2 separate regions of the Mus musculus genome follow, and region 2 is linked to region 1. A link is a contact called in public promoter capture Hi-C data. All regions are on one chromosome and are shown on one strand. Each heading gives the region's core, a stretch centred on a gene start, on an enhancer-like site or on the middle of the called end of the contact. The rest is flanking DNA. Distances are from core to core; before and after follow the strand shown.

What was found. Promoter capture Hi-C pulls out the DNA fragments that hold promoters and counts their contacts.
Region 2: a contact with region 1 is called in a promoter capture Hi-C map of the HPC-7 cell line. The contact joins two enhancer-like sites. A contact is called at or near these places in 8 of 39 promoter capture datasets (the C10 cell line, the HPC-7 cell line, HPC-7-derived erythroid cells and 5 more), 1 of 115 datasets of contacts at active chromatin or transcription factors (effector CD8 T cells) and 2 of 9 other capture datasets (adipose tissue and pancreatic islet).

What each region holds. Positions count from the first base shown.
Region 1 is chr11:17,176,923-17,183,529 of GRCm38.p6, reverse strand. Ppp3r1 (protein phosphatase 3, regulatory subunit B, alpha isoform (calcineurin B, type I)) reads right to left here. Exons shown (of 6, transcript NM_024459.2): 2 at 1,384-1,423. Among named protein-coding and RNA genes, the nearest start is that of Ppp3r1, 21 kb to the right of the region's middle. Within about 2 kb of position 2,584, at least 27 of the 459 cell types and tissues checked have an H3K27ac peak or open chromatin away from gene starts, as enhancers often do. A contact at or near this core is called in the HPC-7 cell line and neutrophils, where this site is marked.
Region 2 is chr11:16,975,536-16,982,278 of GRCm38.p6, reverse strand. It overlaps Plek (pleckstrin), which reads left to right. Exons shown (of 10, transcript NM_019549.2): 9 at 346-478. Among named protein-coding and RNA genes, the nearest start is that of Fbxo48, 27 kb to the right of the region's middle. Within about 2 kb of position 3,813, at least 84 of the 459 cell types and tissues checked have an H3K27ac peak or open chromatin away from gene starts, as enhancers often do. A contact at or near this core is called in the HPC-7 cell line and neutrophils, where this site is marked.

The DNA.
Region 1 (6,607 bases), core at 1,335-3,834:
CATGATGTGGTGGTATGAATAAGAATGGCCCCCATAGTCACTTAGATGAAATGGTTGGCCACCAGGGAGTGGCATTTTTGAAAGAATTAGTAGGCATGGCTTTTTAGAGGAAGTGTGTTACTGGGGGTAAAACCCAAGCCAGGCCCAGAGGCTCTCTGCTGCCTGGGGATGTAGAACACTCAGCTACACATCCAGCAACATGTCCTGGCATGCCTTGATACTCTGCCATGATAATGAACTAAACCTCTGAAACTGTAAGTCGGCCCCAATTAAATGCTATCTTTTCTAAGAGTCGTGATGGTCATGGTGTCTCTTCACAGCAACAGGACACTGACTAATGGATGCTTTTAATCCCAGCACTTTAGAAGCAAAGAAGCAAAGGAGAGCAGATCTCTGTGAGTTCAAGACCAGCTCCACATTAAAAGTTACAGGCTAGCAAAGGCTACACTATAAGAACAGGTCTCATAAACAGACAGACAAATAAGGGGCTGGCAAACAAACAAACAAACAAACAAACAAAAAAACCACAAAACAAAATAATAACAAACAAGACACACCAGTAAAGATGCTTGCCACCACACCTAATAAACTACCTCAATTGGATCCTATGGACCTGTATGGTACAAAGAAAAATACCAATCCCCACAAATGTCCTACTCATCTCTACTTACACTGACACTGTGGCAAACGTGTGAGCCCTGCCCCCCACATCTGTATGTAGGGATAAGTAAAATGTAGTTAAAAAGCCATCCCCAAGCTTATATAGAAACATTTACAGTAGCTGAAGTCTTTGACAACTGACTTTCACTCTAGAAATCTGCTGGTCTTCAGAGTCACCCTGACCCATTCCATCAAAATCCAAAAGTCTCAAATGTCAAAATACAATTTTCACACATCTGTTTCTCTTCTCCCTAGTTCAGGTGGCAGCTGACCCAGTTATGTGACAAGTTCTAGCCCACGAAACTCGGCTTTCATGTTTTTGCAATTCCATTTCCCCAATGATCTGGGGAATTCTGGGTACAGTTATTAACATTACAAAACAAAGAAGCCCAGATCCATGGATCAACAAATAGAAAAAAAAAAAACAAAACAAAACAGAACAAACAAAAAACATGATTACAAATTCACTTTGAAAAGAGCCCTCTTAGTTCACAGAGATTTAGGGGTTTAACCTTTAATGTTGTGTATATATTAATAATAAAATCTACTTTTTAAATATTTCCTACTTCAGTAACTTCAAGAGTGTGTGTTCCATGCCTTCTCCATTTTAAATGTAGGCCACATTTGATAAAAAATCAAGTACTCATCATAGAGATGTGTGCCTGCCCCTCCCCCCAGATTCATAAGCAAAACACATGCTTGCTCTCATTATATTCAACTTACAGTGTGAGCACATTTCCAAAGGGTAACTCGCCTCATTTCCCTGGGGAAGGAAGAAAGAATCAATTAGTTATGAGATATACCTAAATATCTTTAGAATATTAAGCAACTATTTTATCGGACAAAACAGGCAAATGAGCTATAAATTCTAAACATAAATTTATGTTCAGAATTATAAACTATACTTACTTTTTAACTGGCAAGAAAACATATCAAGTATTTGTAGCACCATAAACACACTACACAGAAAATCCCACATTTCAGAGACTGGCAATGCACGGCTTGTCTGGCTGGATGAGCTGTTTGGTTTGTTTATTTCTTTTTTGAGACACTGTTTCAAAGCTCGGGCTGGCTTACACTCCCAGTATAGGCAAGGTTGACTTTGAATGTCTGAATCAAAAGCTTGTGCCAACACATCAGGCTAACTTATTTTGTTAAAAAGCTAATCATTTCTAATTCTAATCATTTCTGCTTAGAGTTTAATAAGACTGCAATATGCGCTGTTAAGAAGAGAATCCTCATTACCAAGTACACTCATTCACTAAAACAGAACTTTAAAATTCTGTAAGATGTTAACAGCAATGTTAATAAACCCTGTACAAAACAGCCATTAAAACTTGCTTCTAGCGGGGGGTGGGGGTGGGGACCTTGCTTCTAAGTATTTCTTTATATAAGAAGTCATCCTGTTGCCTAACTTATGTATTTTCTCCATTAGAGGAGGGAAAGGGTATTCTAGAGAAAATACAGAGCCGTGTTTCCTAAAGCTAACATGTTTTAAACTTACATAAGAAAGCCTGCAGAACTGAAGTATTGTACAATATGACCACGTAATTCACAAGATCACTTGATGATGAAGTCCTCAAATAATCAGCTGCTTGGTTTTTCAGGGTAACCTATGTATTTGGTATTTTTGACAAGTCTTACTACGGAACTGTCTGGCACGGAATTTACTAGGTAGAGCAGGCCAGCCCTGAACTCATCCTGCGTCTTTCTAACATGTACTAAAGGTGTGCACTTGGAGCCCAGCAAAGAACCGTCATTATACTGAGTAAAGTACAAACCAAACCAAAAAACAAAACAACAAAAAACCCACCACCACCATCACCACCGCAGCAGATAATATCTGCCAACTAGGAGTAATGCTCCATCAGCCGTGTGACTAGTACAGAACAGGACATCAGGAAGTTGCATCAAGCAGCACTTTTCAGAAATGAGTTGCAATCACTGATATAAAAAGGAACCTGGGGTCTGCCCTTGGAGAACTGAGAAGTACAGGAACATACAGAGACCTACAATCTGCAGCACCCTGAAATCTATAGGGAGCTCCTTCCAGCTTCAGTTGCATTTGGACATCCCAAAGCCAAGGATAGAACTAGTAAGTGGACTAAACTATCTCTGATGCTCACAGAGCTGGGAAGGCTGTGATGCAAGAGGGGTGAGCAGACCACAATACACAAGGCACTGGGGTGCAGTCCAGCAAAAGAGCACAAAATTCAATGTCTGACAATGAAAAAAGCATCATATTATAATTGGAGTAAAACATTTTCAAAAAAAAAAAGCCACGCAGAGAAGACCATAATTATATTCTACCACCTAATTTATATATATAAAAAATAAAGTAAATCTATATTCTATTTTCCTATAATATTCTCTATTCATAATACTAGAGTCTCCTATTCTCTATTCATATAATATATTCTACTCTCCCATAATACATATCATAAATATGTCCCAACAAAATACATCAGGCACAGTGGTGCACATCTGTGACCCAGGAGTCAGATGATAAAGGCAGAACAAGTAATCCTCATTGATTTTGTGAGTTCAAGGCTGGCCTCTATGACATGAGACTGTCTTTTCTGGGGGTGGGGAGGTATCTCTATAGGATTTGTCCTATTTTATTGTTGGTGACGGTTTTGTCAACCTGGGGGCCCACCTGGATATCCACCCACTCTGGCACATCAAGTCTCTGGGAGGCTACGCACAGCCTCTCCCACTAAGGGCAGACAAGGCATCACAAATTTCACCCATGTGGCAGGATACAAAATTAACTCAAAGAAATCAGTAGCCCTCCTTTATACAAATGATAAACTGGCCAAGAAAGAAACTAGGGAAATCACACCCTTCCCAATAGCAGCAAATAATATAAAATATCTTGGTGTAATTCTAATCATGCAAGTTTAAGATGAAAGCTGGAAAGATCTCCCATGCTCATGGACAGGTAGGACTAACGTAGTCAAAGTGGCTATTTACCAAAAGCAACCTAAAGAGTCAGGGTAAGCCCCACCAAAATTTCAATACAATTTTGTATAGACCTTGAAAGTACAATTTTCAACTTCACATGGAGAACCAAAAAAACCGGGATAGCCAAAATCATACTGAACTATATAAAAGGACTTTGGAGGAATCACTATCTCTTACCTCAAGCTGTATGTACTACAGAGCAGTATTATTAAAAAAAAAAAAAACAAACAAAAAGAAAAACAAACAACTTCATGGTATTAGTAAAGAAACAAATCAATGGAATCGAGACTCAGAAATAAGCCCAGACACCTATGGATATTTGATTTTTGATAAAGAAGCCAAAACCATACAATGGAAAAAATAAAGCATCTCCAACAAATGGTGGTGATCTAACTGTATGTCTATACGTAAAAGAATGAAAATAGATTCATATTTATCACCTTGCACAAAACTCAAGTCCAAGTGGATCAAGGACCTCAACCTAAGGAAAACTGGATACACTGAATCTCATAGAAGAGAAAATGGGAAATACCCTGGAATGAATTGGTCCAAGAGAAAATGTCCTGAGCACAACACCAATGGCTCAGGCTCTAAGATCAACAATTGATAAACAGGATCTCATGAAAGGCAAAGGACGGTGTCAATAGGACAAAACAGCAGCCTACAGATTGGGAAAGGATGTTCATTAACCCTACATCTGACAGAGGGCTAATATTCAAAGTCTATAAAGAACTCAAGAAATTAGACAACAACAGCCCAGATTACCCAATTAAAAAATGAGGTATACAGAGACAAAATTTGGAGCTGTGACGAAAGGATGGACTATCTAGTGATTGCCATATGCAGGGATCCATCCCATAATCAGCTTCCAAACACTGACACCATTGCATACACTAGCAAGATTTTGCTGAAAGGACCCAGATATAGCTGTCTCTTGTAAGACTATGCCGGGGCCTAGCAAACACAGAAGTGGATGATCACAGTCAGCTGACATGGGTCACAAGGCCCCCAATGGAGGAGCTAGAGAAATTACCCAAGGAGCTAAAGGGAACTGCAACCCTATAGGTGGAACAACAATATGAACTAAGCAGTACCCGGAGCTCTTGACTCTAGCTGCATATGTATCAAAACATGGCCTAGTCGGCCATCACTGCAAAGAGAGGCCCATTGGACACGCAAACTGTATATGCCCCAGTACAGGGGAACGCCAGGGCCAAAAAGGGGGAGTGGGTGGGTAGGGGATTGGGGGGATGGGTACCGCGAACTTTTGGGATAGCCTTGAAAATGTAAACGAGGAAAATACCTAATAAAAAAAATGAGGTATAGAGATAACCAGAGAAATCTCAAATGTTCAATTTTCTAAGTTTATGATTCTTCCAATGTGACTTGTTTGGTATTAAGGGTTTTTTCTTTCTTGAGACAAGGTCTTAGCTGATCTGGAACACAAAGTAGTCCGGGTTAGCTTTGAACTCAGATCTCCCCCTGCCTCTGCTGCCAAGTGCTGGGATTCAAGATGTGCACAACCATTACTCTTAGCATAGACTCATGAATTTTAGGACCCTGAGCTATAATCACTTATCAATAACACTTAACCTGATACTTAAACCACTTCACATCTGGGCAGCATTTGTTCCTACTCGTTGGGTGGCCCCTCCTCCTTCCAATATGTACACATCGTTCAGAACACGTTGACCACATTACGTTTTCCTATCCTAGAGCCAGGAATCAATGATCTACTCCAAGGAACTACTCCTTTTGGGAAGAGAGCTACTTACGTCCTTAATTTTACTCTGACTTATTCATACTTTAGGTCTTTATACTATGATTAATCCCTAGCACCCTGACTCTTCTTTCATGGTATTACATCTAGGTGTAACTTTTACTACGGAAATTTACACCTGATTAAACTGATGTATGTACTAATATTCTAAGATATTTTTCTGCATAAAGACAAGAGTCCACTATTGTCCCTCCTTAACAGTACACCTTGTGAGGAAAAACAAAAGTGTTACACATATCTGCAGTATAGTAGGTCTGATCAAAGTATAAACTCTTCTCAGTACTGTTCCCCAAAACATAACTCTGAGATTGTAAGTTGTCTATGGATAGCCATGGTTTTTGTGTCTCTGTCAAGAACTTATAGAACCTAGGCTCAGGTAAAAGTCTTTCAGTAAAGATGCAACTTTGATAACTGAAATTCCTACCTAAAGGAGAGTTCATTAAAACATACTAACACCACCATGAACCCAGGCTCAGTGGGCAGGGAACCTGCCTGTGGTTCAGTGCTCAGGAGGTTGAGGCAAGAGCATCGCTTGAGCCTGTTGCTTAAGCTGGCCTATGAAACACGGCTGAGACTTTTTCAAAACTAAAAAGGAGTCAGCACAGGGCCATACACTTTTTGATTTCAACAACCAGGAGGCAGAAGCAGGTGTATCTCTGTGAGTCTAAGACCAGCCTGGTTTACATACCAAGTGTCAGGACAGTCAGAGCTACACAGTGGGACCCTGTCTCAAAACAATCACAATAAAGTAAAATTAAAACTAAAGCATCAATCAAAAAGAATAACATACAAAGCTTAAAGATTTGAAAAAGAGAAATTTGTCAACTGCAAATCAACTAAATGGGAAAAAGAAAAAGTGCGGGGGGGGGGGCACATGGGGGCTGTGGTTAAGGTCTATAATCCCAGCATATCAGCAATTGGGAGGCCAACCCAGAAGATCAAGAGATCAAGGCCAGCCTCACCTACATAAGACTATTTTAAAACAATCAAAAACAATAACAAGAAAACCCTAATCCAATTGAACATGGTTCAATGGTAGAGTTTTGAATAGTGTGTCAAATCTGCTTTATTCTATAATATTCTCATTTTATTAATATGTCACCTATTAATGGGATTCATATAATAGGATTATAAACAAATTAAGGAAAAAGTTTAAGTAGGAAGAGGTTAGGAAAGAGAGGCAGTAAATCCCATCTTCTTTTC
Region 2 (6,743 bases), core at 2,564-5,063, 200 kb after region 1:
ATATATAAATATATGTACCTTTTAATATAATGTGTATATTTATATTATGAGCAAAACAAAGGAACTCCTTAAACACCATCAGAATTTACTCAGTAGATACTATTGGTGTGCAAAGGCAAGCAATTTAACACACTGACTAATGATGAAAGAAAATGTTTCATCTTAAGTATTATACATGTTTCTTAATAGTCATTCTACATAACTATCTTTACAAATACTGCCTGTATCCTTAGACAACAATTATGCATGTAGACTTTAGGAGATAGGCATTTCATGACTTGGGGAAGGAAAAAGAACAGTTGAGTTTCTGGTACCCACAGGTTATTTGACTTTCTCTCTTACCAGTTAAGAAGAGTGATGAAGAGAACCTCTTTGAGATCATCACAGCAGATGAAGTTCATTATTACTTGCAGGCAGCCACTTCCAAGGAGCGTACTGAGTGGATCAAAGCCATCCAGGTGGCCTCACGGACTGGGAAGTAAGGACAATGTTCAAGTCCTCATCACCTCCTGAGGAAAGCCCATGTGTAGATAAGCTCAGTGAATGACTTGTCCAAGTCTATGGTAATTCAACCAAAAAGAACCTAGGAGTTGAAGGTGTTTGCTTCCATGTGTCACATACTACTGCCTGTGCCCCTCCACTCACTCTGGTCCCTCCACCCTCTCTATGTCCATAAGCCATATAATGAGCTATGTCGGTAGGCTACATAGCCTTTCCAGGCCTTCAGGACTCTTGTGGAAAACAAAGGCATGGACTAGGATATCTCTGAGGTCCTCTGTAGGTTGGAAAAAAAAAAGTCAAACAGCAAATAAGTACATAATGCTCTGTGATTATAATCCCCACGGAAGCGAACTGTCTCCAGCTGTCCTGCTGGTGTCTTGTTTTTGGTCAGGTAGTAGGCTCTTGCCTCTCATCACATATGCCTGGTCTCTTTTAGACATCACCTGTCTTTGAAACTGTTGCTGAAGTGTGCTGAGAGCACTAAGAATTCTCCTTTGTTCTCTGATCTTGTAGCTATTGTTCACAGCTTCATGTTCATGTAGCTCACGCAGACATTCTCAAGAGGAGATTTCTGCCTTCAGCCTTTGCTGCTGTAGTTCCTGAGAAACTGACCCAAGGAAGCCAGGGGCAGCTGAGGGTCTTTCTATACGCCAAAGCTGTTTAGATTGAGATCTGAAGTGGGGTGGGGTCATCCCTTTGTTCTTTTCTGGAGTATGACGTATCACTTCTTACAATCATAGGGCAACTCCTAAGCCCTTGAGTTTCTTTTAAGTTTTTCAGAAATTAGTTCATTCAGGGTCCTTGCATGTGTGAGAGGCATGGACAGTGGCCTGGCTAGCATGTCTCCCCAGTCTGCAGAGAGAGGATGGGGCTGGATTACAAGGCAAGTTGAACAGATGGTAGAACTATACAGTGTCAGCACTGAGGGCCTGGAGTCTATAGAGAGCGTGTGATGAAGACTATCAATGTCATGAAGCTCCTTTAGGTCTTCTGATCTCAGAGCCATGCAATTCTCCAGTCTTAAGAGTAAGCAGCTCCCACTTGGGCTCTGAGAGCTTCCTGGTCCTGTTACTAGTCAGAGCTGTTTCAAAATAGGAACTTGCCTATGATTTTTAAATTTGACTAATTACTCCTGTCCTAAAGTATAAAACCATGTATTCATGTGAAAGAGTATTTTTTAAAAAATATATTATTTTTATGTGTATGGGTGTTATGCCTGCATGTATATATGTGTACCATGTGCTACACCTTGTTCCAGTGGAAGCCAGGAGAGGACCCTAGATCCCCTTGAGCTGGCATTATGGGTGACTGAACCACCGTGTGTGTGTGTGTGTGTGTGTGTGTGTGTGTGTGTGTGTGTGTGTCTGTGTCTGTGTGTGTGTCTGTGTCTGTGTGTGTGTGTGTGTCTCTGTGTGTGTGTGTGTGTGTGTCTGTGTGTGTTAGAAACTGAATCCAGACCCTCTGAAGGAATAGCCAGAGTTCTTAGCCCTGAGTCATATTGCCAGCACTAAGGATATTTTTCTAACTCCATATTTAGTTCTGTGGTGCCAGTAAAGAGAGAGCGAACATTTCCCTGATGCTAAAACTCCTCTTCAGCCGGGCGTGGTGGCGCATGCCTTTAATCCCAGCACTTGGGAGGCAGGTGGATTTCTGAGTTCGAGGCCAGCCTGGTTTACAAAGTGAGTTCCAGGACAGCCAGGGCTACACAGAGAGACCCTGTCTCGAAAAACAAACAAACAAACAAACAAACAACCTCCTCTTCTGCATGTGTTCGATTCCCTTTGCCAGTCCTGTGGCTCTGGCTATTCTCAGATTATTTTATTGATGGCCAAGAGGCAAAAGACTATCCTTTACTTTGACTCTTCAGCACATTGTCTTTATAGAATGCACACAACATTTTATTTATGGTTAGTCTTTAAATAATCATTAATATGGGGTCAGCATTCTGTTTTGAAATAGATAGGATTCAGCTTGGTGTCTTCGGGGTGTCCTGACTTTGTTTTGCCTCTCATTAAGTGCTTTCCCTTTATATGATTCACTTTTATGTTCTGAGTAGTGTTTTATTTTACTTCTCAAATAATTTGCATATACTTGTCATTTAAAACAAAACAATAGTCAGGGACTGAAGAGATGGCTAAGCAATTAAGAGCACTTGCTGTTTTTGCAGAGGACTGGAATTCTGTTCCCAGGTCCACAGAGTAGCTCACAACTGTCTGTAATTCCAGTTCCAGGGGATCCAATACCCTTTTTCTGGCCTCCAAAGGTACTAGAGAAACATGGAATAAATGCATGCAGACAGGCAAGCACTCACACAATAAAACAAAAGTAATTAAGTCTTCTTTTCAAGCCAGTTTACTTTAGGGCATAATAAAACACACCCACACTTCAGACATAGTTTAAGGATAAGGCAGAGCATACTTCCTGTCTTTAACACATATCACCTCAACTACAATCCTCAGACAAATGAAAAGACCCATTAAGTACACATCTAAGCTTCCATTTCATTTCTGCTATAGCCTACTGACTGTTTCCCATGGGACTTCAGGTGCATAGTAACACAGAGGTCTACAATGGCTTGCAGCTTTGTGAAGGCTTCCTAATGTAAGCAGTTGCCTTCTCCTCTGGAGAAGCTGTCTCTCGACAAAGCAGGTACTTAGGGAATATTTAAACGTGCTATTTATATGTGAACAACTTTTTGATCTACAAACAAAACTCAGATGCTGTCAGGCATATCAATAAGATAACAGACATGATTTGAACACTGTCATGGTAGCCACCATCCTCAGAATGCGTCTGAAGTGAGTGAAAGCTGAGGAATCTTCTTGCAGGACAGCTGATGCTGTCAAGAGAGGCTGGACATTTTTTTCTCTCAGTATTCCAACCTAAGGTGGGAAGAAAGAAGGTTGCTTTATTACTAGCCACAGAGGTTTTAAGAAATAATATATAAGCCAGGTATAGTGGCACACATATGTAAACCCAGAGCTTATGGGATCGTGGTAGGAGGATGGTGGTCTAGGAACACAGTGGGACCATGGAAATTAGGAAAGAAAAAGAAGGAAAAAGCAGAAAACAAGGTGATAAAAGGAGGAAAATATTTTCTTGCCTCATATAACTGATAGGAGTTAGACAAATAAAACATTAATCTGTAAACCGAAACACAATCAGAAGTCAAGATAGTGAAATCATGCAGCACTGATTTAAGGGTCAATGTTTGGTTTTTCTTTCACACGCACACACACACACACACACACACTGTGCCATAGTGAGTGACTTTCAAAGCAGAATGAGGAAGTTACATAAATGAAGACATCAATAACCACTTGGTGCCTGTCAGGAGATGGTAAAGAAAGCTAAACAGGAGCTTGGAGCCCATTGCCTATGGACTCTTTGGAGAGTGATGTAAACACCTCTGGCTCCCACCTTTAGGGCAAAAAGAAGACAGGAAGGTAATTGCACAACAGTTCAGATTGTATTCTGCGTTATCTAAATACAGGATTTAAAACCATGCAGAATGTGTTAGGAGAAGTAGAGGAAATGGTAGCGAAAAAAGAAAGTAATGGGGGAAGTTCAAAAAGTTAAGAAGTTGCTTAAAAATAGAGTGAAATTATACCCCCGCTGTGTTTGGCCTAGTTTCAGGACAAAATGAACATAAAATTTAGAAGTCATTGGAGGAAACAAAGCAGGTGGGAGGAAAAACGCACAGGGATGCCACAGGCAAGCCTTAGATATGATGGCACTGCTGGAGCCTGGGGTCAGGCTCAGATGCAAGGTCATGACTTATGTATTCAGTCTCCCTTAGTATCAGCCTCTGTTAGCTAGCATTCCATCACTGTAACAAATGTCTCAAATAAACCAACCTAGAGAGAGAAAGGTTTATTTTGGCTCACAGTTTCCATTAACAGTTGGCTGGCCTCTAGTTTGGGGCTTCCGGTGACTATCTTATAGCATCAGAGAGCAGGCTCTGGTTGTGAGTGTGGCTAGGAATGGAAAATATTCTGAGGCACTCACATCCTCTTCAGGCACATGTTCCCAGCGAGTAGAAGACCTACTTCTAGACCTCTTAGAGATTCTCCTGACTCCTTACAGAGCTACACAGGAGCCCAAGCCTTAGCCACATGAGCCTCTTTGTTGTTAAAATGAAATTGGTGTTGCAGTTAGGACCAATAGAGCAACATGTATGAACTATCTGGCATGTTTGAACACACTACAAACCCTAGCTTCCCTTTCTTGGTCTCTTCTTCCATCGAAGGCATTCACGGTAATCTAAGGTAGTGAGCAATGGTTTTCAATTTTTAAAACTTTATCACAATTGCATAGAATTCTTTGGTTGAACATTTCTATATAAAACTTGCTCAAGACCCCTTGCCCTATAGTTACAGCATATTCAAAGCCCAGCTTACCTGACTTCTGAATCTATATATGCTCTTAAGCTCACTGTCCTGTCATTGATATACTTAGCTCTTCCCAGCTTTTGGTATCTATCTTGTTTCCATAGGAACCCTGGTAACTGTGTTCTGGCTCCGTTCCTATCAGCTACGGCAGCATTTCCTGTTAGCACATAGCCAGCCCTAATTCTGGGTTCTGAGTTTTCTGTGGCCTAAGGGAAACCTCTATGGTCAAATATAGCTAAGCAAAGGGCTCCACCCATGGGCACTGGCTTTGAGGTTTTGGGGGATTTTACTTTGTGATATGTTCTTGCAAACATCTTTTTCCGGGCTGATTAGGATGTATTTATACACACATACACTGGGTACTCTCGTGTCTTAAATTTCCTTCTGTGGATGAGCAGCAAGAAGTTTTCACACATACACAGCAACAATCTGCCATGAGTAAAACCCATGGCTTGTCAACAATCAGAAGACGTTCCCAAACATGTGTGATAAATCAATACATACAAATAACTAAATACATATGTGGAAATTCATCAGCCATTAGGGAAGTGCTAACTGAGTTCACAGCAAGACAGCATCATAGACTTGGGGGTTTGCACAAACCAACATAGAGTGGTATCCTGAGTTTCGACGAGGGAATGCAACACCTGAGCCATTACAATGGTGCAGTTCAATGTACTCTGAAAAGTGCAGTGGTATAGCCACTTTGAACATCAACCTATGGGAAGACTTAAAGCATTAAACAGATACTCTCTACTCCATTCCTTGATCCATATACAAAAGAAATAACAGCATATGTCCATACAGAAGTTTTATGAGTGTTCATCATTTGTAGTTGTCAAGGAAATGACCCAGACATTTAAAAAAAGTATAGTAGTAAAAAAGCAAAGCATCTGTATTCGTACAATGACATACTTCACACAATAAAGGAGTGAACTCTTTGTATGTACAGCATGGGTAAATCACAGAACAAGTAGGCTTGGAGAAAAGATGTATATAATGCCGGGCAGTGATTGCGTTTGCCTTTAATCCCAGCACTTGGGAGGCAGAGGCAGGCGGATTTCTGAGTTCGAGGCCAGCCTGGTCTACAGAGTGAGTTCCAGGACAGCCAGAGCTACACAGAGAAACCCTGTCTCGAAAAAAAATAAAAAGATTTGTATACTGCGTAATTGTAATGACATGAGATTCTAGAAACTGCACACTAATCTATAGTGATAGAAAACTGATCAGTGAGTATCTGGGCATGGGAAAGAGGCTGGAAAGAAGTGGGCAGAAGGAAGCACAAAGGAAGGAGAAAATGTTTGAGAGGGATGAAGACCTCTATCTAGAGGTTGCATTAGTGTCACAGGTATATAAGAGTATCAGCACCTGCTAAGGTGTGCACTGTAGATGCCATGTGTTGTGTGCCAGGAGGCTTTGCACAGTGGAGGCTCTGTATTTGGCTTCAGCATGAGTAGTTGCCTTGTCCACCTTCCATGCCCCACTTGGCATTCTTCTGGGAGTAGTTTGGGGGAAGCCAGAGGCCTATATAGCCCAATCCCTCATCTTTGATGCAGTAGGAAGTATCTGATGATTAGATGTGCACAAACCAGTGCTCTCTCTCTCTCTCCCTCCCTCTCTCTCTCTCTCTCTCTCTCTCTCTCTCTCTCTCTCTCTCTCTCTCTCTCTCTCCATATGTGTGTGTGTGTGTGTGTATTATATGGCCCAGCATCCCCCATTACTTTTATCTTGACAGTCTCCCTAAAGTTGTTGGCTAAGCTACAGAAGTTGACCACATAAGTAATGTATAAAGATATTTAGGATCTCCTTACCTACTAAGGAGTGTACTGTAGTAGGACTGGCTATTCCTTC